Regions from separate parts of the Triticum aestivum genome. Here region 1 is linked to region 2. The links are chromatin contacts, called in public Hi-C maps. All regions are on one chromosome and are shown on one strand. The core of a region is the stretch at or near the end of the contact, and the rest is flanking DNA. Distances in the headings are between cores, read along the strand shown.

What was found. A called contact is a pair of places that touch in the nucleus more often than the background predicts.
Region 1: a Hi-C map of leaf shows a contact between it and region 2, with 6 times the contacts expected there. The contact joins the promoter of LOC123085673 here to the promoter of LOC123085669 in region 2. A contact is called at or near these places in 2 of 5 Hi-C or Micro-C datasets (both in leaf).

Annotation. Positions count from the first base shown.
Region 1 is chr4A:149,958,705-149,961,810 of IWGSC CS RefSeq v2.1, reverse strand. LOC123085673 (ATP-dependent Clp protease proteolytic subunit 5, chloroplastic) reads left to right here and starts at 1,289. Exons shown (of 9, transcript XM_044507346.1): 1 at 1,289-1,405; 2 at 1,482-1,577; 3 at 1,823-1,943; 4 at 2,032-2,124. The coding sequence starts at 1,308.
Region 2 is chr4A:149,382,128-149,384,941 of IWGSC CS RefSeq v2.1, reverse strand. It overlaps LOC123085669 (histone-lysine N-methyltransferase EZ1), which reads left to right and starts at 1,290. Exons shown (of 17, transcript XM_044507342.1): 1 at 1,290-1,662; 2 at 1,785-1,892; 3 at 2,012-2,346. The coding sequence starts at 1,606.

The DNA.
Region 1 (3,106 bases), core at 40-2,539, 580 kb before region 2:
AATTCATTTGAATATAATTCAAATGGTTTTGAATTGGGACTAGGTTTTCGAAGAGTCCAAAAAAATGTTGAGTTTATTGGTGGAGCTTGGAAATGTGCCGAAAGAATTTTATGGGCAAAGTTGAGGTCAAGGATTTGGATAGAAAGGCATGGGATTATATTTGCACGTGTGTTATGGTTAATTCCAAATTATTGGAATATTTATAATAGCTCCCTAAATACTGGGATGATATGTTATAAAAAGAACTCATCATGTGAATTCCCTTGGTTTAAATAGATCGAAAGATCTATGTAATTTATTTAGTTGAGTTAAGATGCAAAGATTAATGACATGATGACATGATGCAATGCACATGATGCGATGATGAATGCAACAAACCAACAACTCACATGACGAAACTCGAAAAACATGAAAGGCGTCTGAAGCTCCGATCTTGGGGCGTTACACATAACCAGATTAAAGTCACCATCAATCAGAGTGGGGGAGGGGCACTCCATGAACATGGAGTGAAGCTTTGAAATAAAAGCCTCTTTTCCTTCTTCATATGGAGACCCATATACAATGATGATTCTAAAAGTTGTATCATTACTTTTTAGTTTAAGGACACAACTAACAGAAAAGTCAAGATGTGACCAAGAAATGATCTAAAAATATCTGCTGACAAAGAAGATACATCTGACAAGAAGTATACGACTGACGAAGTGTGACAAATTCCCAATTGTGGCAATAAACTCAACATGTGTAGAAAGAATTGTAGGCGACTAGCTTTAATTAACCGCTGACTAAATAGTATTAATTTTTTGCTAGAGCGTAACTGAGATTTAAGATGAGAGGCTTATTTTTTGGATCGGAATATACAACGAACTTCAGATTTTTAGGCAAGACAAATCGAATGTTTTTCATAACAAATTATGTTTGTCAAGGGTAGCAAGCTTAGTTGGTGAGCATGGCAGCCAAAAAATTGCCATGCTCGCCAGCTACATTTGTCATCCTCATCCCAACATAAATTGCTATGAGAAACATTAGATTTGTCATGCTACGTCAGATTTTAGCATTTCCCTTTTTTTATTTCGAGGGAAGGGTGAGAGGCTAATTTTTCTTATTTTGTTTTATTTTATTTTACCCTGCAAATGAGATGTACTGCCAATCTGCCGCACCATGTAAGCCCAGGGCTAAACAAGCCCACACTTCTTCGCCCACAGACAGTCTCACTGCCTTCTTCTAAGCACTCTCTTCCCGGATAAGAAGCGCAGCCAAAGCCCCCTCCGCCCAAAACCCCCACCGCGAGCTCTCTCCTCGCCCCGCCCATGGCGACCTCCACCGCCTCCCCCTCCTCTCTGACCGCCCCTCTCCTTGGCCCCAAACCCAGCCCCAATCCGCCCCCCAGATCCCTCCCGCTCCTCAGGTTCCCATCTCTCCCGCACTGTTCCTCCCCGCTTTCCAGTTCCAACCACTCTACCCTAACCATGTCCGCCTCGCAGGAATCGGAGGTGCGCTAGGTCCGTGGCCGCCTCTGCCGGCGGCGGCGGAGTGGGACTGCACGGGGCTGCTCACAGGCGCGGGATTTGGTCGATCAGGTGAAGTCAATTCCACTCGCTTCTTCTCTTTCGCGCTTCCTGTATCCTGTTAAACTCCGACTATGTAGTACTATTTCCGTTCTGCGAGCAATGGAATGGGGACTAGCCCGGTTCCAAAACGAAAAGGATGAAATCAATTTCGTGGCAGAAAGCCTTGTAGTTTCGCATCGTCTGTTTGGTACGCTGGACGAGGTTCAGTTGGGGATCTAAGGGTGCTGATGGCGCTGTGCGTGTGTGTCTGCCAGGGACGACTTGCTGATGCCTAGGTCGCCCTACTTCCCTGTGGAGGCCGCGGGGCAGGAGCGCGGGCCCTCGCCCATGGTAATGGAGCGGTTCCAGAGCGTCGTCAGCCAGCTCTTTCAGCACGTACGGGAATACTGGACTGTGTGCACAATTGTTTGATCTGCTCTTTAGGGCCTTTTTGCGAGTGTAATGTGCGCGCGTCCTGCTGCAGAGAATTATCCGATGCGGCGGTCCTGTGGAGGATGATATGGCCAACGTCATTGTTGCGCAGCTGCTATACCTGGACGCCGTTGATCCTAACAAGGTAAGTTGCGAAAAATGAAACTCTCTCCTTGTGCGCAGTTCCTAATTCCTGTCCCAGATGAATAGCTATCTTGGCAGAAGCTTTGTTATGATCTATTCATCCTAGCCTACTTTGGAATTGCTGATCTGTATATCAATTATCAAAGGATGTAGTGTGTTGCTTTAGCTTCAAGCACATTCTAGGGCCTCACACTACACGTAAGTGGAACTTGTGCTCGAAGTTGTTATTTCAGGTTAAGTAGAGTGGCACTGTGGTTCTTGGATGCGCTTCCTCTGTTAAATGAATATCACTTGACTTCGTAGGAAACAGTTCTATTTTTCTGGACCCTGGTTTGTCAATACCTATGTGACGAAGGTGCTGGAGTTATCAACTGTTACTGGTACTTTTGTATTGCTGCTACATCACAGTGCTTAGGTTTTGAGCTGCCTAGGTAGGCCTGGAATTGAGTATATATTCTTGTGATCTTGTGATGATGGTAAATTCAGACAAATGAATCTCTTTTCCTTCTGCCAGTTTCTTAGAGCATCTCCAGCCGTTCGGCCCCCAGGGCGCCGAAAAAGAGCCGCCTGGGGGCGAGCCGATGCTAGATTGGCGCGTGGGGGCAACTTTGTCCCTAGTCGTCGGCCCATAGGTCGCCCCGGGTTCGGCGATGTTCCGTACAAATATATGAAAACTCGGCGATTTTGGCACGAGCTCGGCGAAACTTCATTGAAATTTGTACAAAAAAACATGAAAACATGCAAACTACGCCTAGCCGCCACCGCCGTCGCCGTCGCCGTCGTCTACATGCCGAGAAGCCTGTAGAAGCGGGTGTAGTCGCCTCCGTCGCCATCATCGTCATCGTCGTCGCGTGCCTCGCCTGTGCCGCCGCCGTTCCTGCTGCAGCCCTGGCCAGGGTCGCTGACACGCGGTGGGGCGCTGGATGGCCCGGCCTCGGAAGGCTGGAACTACGCGTACGCACGGCGCTGGTGGCGCACCTGCT
Region 2 (2,814 bases), core at 41-2,540:
TCTACCCTGGGTCTATTCTACATTACTGAATTCTTCTACACAATTGCTATTACTATTTTGCCGTTTTTACCTTCTTACTATTTACTTCCTCTGTTTTTATTTACTCTGCATATTAGGTTTGTCTAAATTCAAACTTGATATACTTTCAAGAGGTTTGAAGAAAAATATATTAATATATACACCACCAAATCAATTCGATTGGATTCATAATCGCATATATTTTCACATCATATAAATTTGTTATTGTAAATGTTCATATTATTTTCTGCAAAATTGGTCAAACTTTAGTTTGATTTCAGTCAAAGCTTTTTTTGCGGGGAAAAGGAAGATTTCATTGACTCACGGAGGCTTCTCGGACTCGGAAATGTTTATAATGCAGTCTAAACCTGACCTCAATCAGACAACCATGCGAGGGGTACTACGACCATACGCGACTAGTGCATGACTGACATTATGTTGTGATCTACTAATGTGAGAAAATGAAATCTCCCTAGATTCAGCATCATCCTGTTTATATCCTCTGCTAGTGCTCGGACTTGTGATCGGTTTGTTGACTTGGCCGATAGCATCGACACCGCTTCAGAGTAATCCAACTCCACCAATATGGGCAGGTTGGTACGGTACAAAGCCAACTACAGTCCCTCTCTGCATACTTCCAACTCTGCTTGAAGGCTATTGTCACATGTGAGCAGCTGCCTACATGATGTAAAAATGAGCTTCCCTCTATCGTCTCTAAGGACCATCCCGCCCCCTGTTGCGCTTGTGGCCTGTACAAAGCTACCATCGGTATTCAGCTTTGTCCAGCCGGCAGGGGGAGGTACCCATTGGAACGGCTGCTCACATTTCAGTCAAAGCTAATATACGGAGTAAATAAAGTCGGAGGGAGTATATCCCTATCATTTGTGTTTAATCTTGTAACTAGCTAGACAAGAGGACTGACATCCCTTTTACCGTGTTATTGCGACAAGTGTGTTTATGTTCTGTGCGTAGGTGAATCATTAAGGCTATTCATAGTGAGGAGTATCATATACGTGCATAATATTATGAATGAAATAGTATCATAGATGAACTTATTTATTATATAACATAATAGCATAATACTTCATTTTTTATGATACGGTATCTACCTAAATTACTCTAAAACCCCCTCTTCTTTAATTGTCTGGTACATCGGCGTGTCTGCTAGCGCCGAGTGCATGATAACAGCCATCGTTACTATGGCTAGCCTAACGTCTCTCGCATTTCTTTCTCCGCCATCGCTTCCCTTGCGTTCCACACCGGTGGACGGTGGTCGGTGGTCGGCGGGATCACAGCACAGCGGTGCAGACGGCCACGACCTCCCTTGGACCTCTAAATCCTTCGCTACCCAACGACGCCCGCCGCCACTTGACGTGAGCCCATCCGGAAGCCCGTGCAGCGAGAGGCCCCCACTGACGCCAGGCCACCTACCTGTCAGACCTTAAGCCTCCCGCAAAGAGGATCCTAGCCTGCCTATGCTGCTAGCTATAGTGCAGAGCCGTCGCGTCGACAAGGGTCAGAGAAGGCAGGGCTCCTCGCGTCGAGGAGCAGGAGGAGTGTGGGCCTGCGGCGGCTCGCGCCATCGCCATGGCGTCGTCCTCGTCCAAGGCCTCCGACTCCTCCTCCCACCGGGACGGCCCCAAGGTAGCGTTCGCCGGCCTCCGATTCCCCTAGCGGCCCGGTTCCCCGCCTCGATCTCCCTCCCCAATCTGATCGGGTTCGATCCTTTTCCGTCCCCTTGTTTTTTTTTCTTTCGTGCTCCGCAGCGGCCGGATCAGGGGCTCGGCGTGGGCACCTCCTCACTCATGGCGCTCCATGGGAAGCTTACGCAGCTGAAGCGCCAAATCCAACAGGCCCGCCTCGCCTCGATCAAGGTAAAGCAGAGCACCGACCGCATCTACAGAATTCGTTGTGAATTGTGAGTTTTGTTGGGTCACTCAATCTGGTCCGGGGATTGAGCTTTGTACCTGTGTCCTGTTTTGACCTTTGACAGGAGAAGCTGGAGGCAAACAGGAGGGCGCTGCGGAAGCACACCTGCGGCCTGTTCGATGTGGCCGCCCTGGCGGAGGCGGCGTCGAGGGGCTCGGAGAGCAGCAACGTGCTGTCGCAGCTCGCCGCGGAGGGCCAGTCCAGGATCGTTGGCTGGAACCTGGCGAGAGGGTCGGGGGAGAGGGAGGTTGTGCACGTGCAGGAGGAGAACCTGTCGGCCGACGGGACGCTCGTGCTCTCCAGCTCCGGCGACAGCGCACAGTCCATCGTTTTGCAGCTTGTGAAGCTGCCGCTGGTTGATAAGATTCCTCCGTACACCACGTGGATCTTCCTGGACAAGTATAGTGTTGCTACTCTATTTGACCTGTTTGATGACTTAATATTAGGTTGCTCTTCAGTTCTACAGTACTAGTTCATATGCCATATGGAGTTAACTTGAGATTTATGAAAGGATACTTCAATGTGCATGCATTTAGATGAACAACTTAGTCATGAACTCATGATAGAGTTAATTAACTTGAGATATATATGCGTGGATACTCGAATGTGCATGGGTTCAGGCATTTGAACAACTTAGTCATGCAAGCCATAGGTAGAAGTTTTTTTTAGCTTGGGGAGCTGCATAAGAATTTGACAAATCATATATTTAATTACTTGAGCATGACATGTTCAGATAGCGTTATCAAGGATATTGCTCTGGGATGAAGTGGGGAAATTTGAGTTCCTTAATTTAAGAACATATGCAAATCCATAAGCATTCTGTATATCCATGATCATTCCAAGAAATATGACTATCGACATGATTGA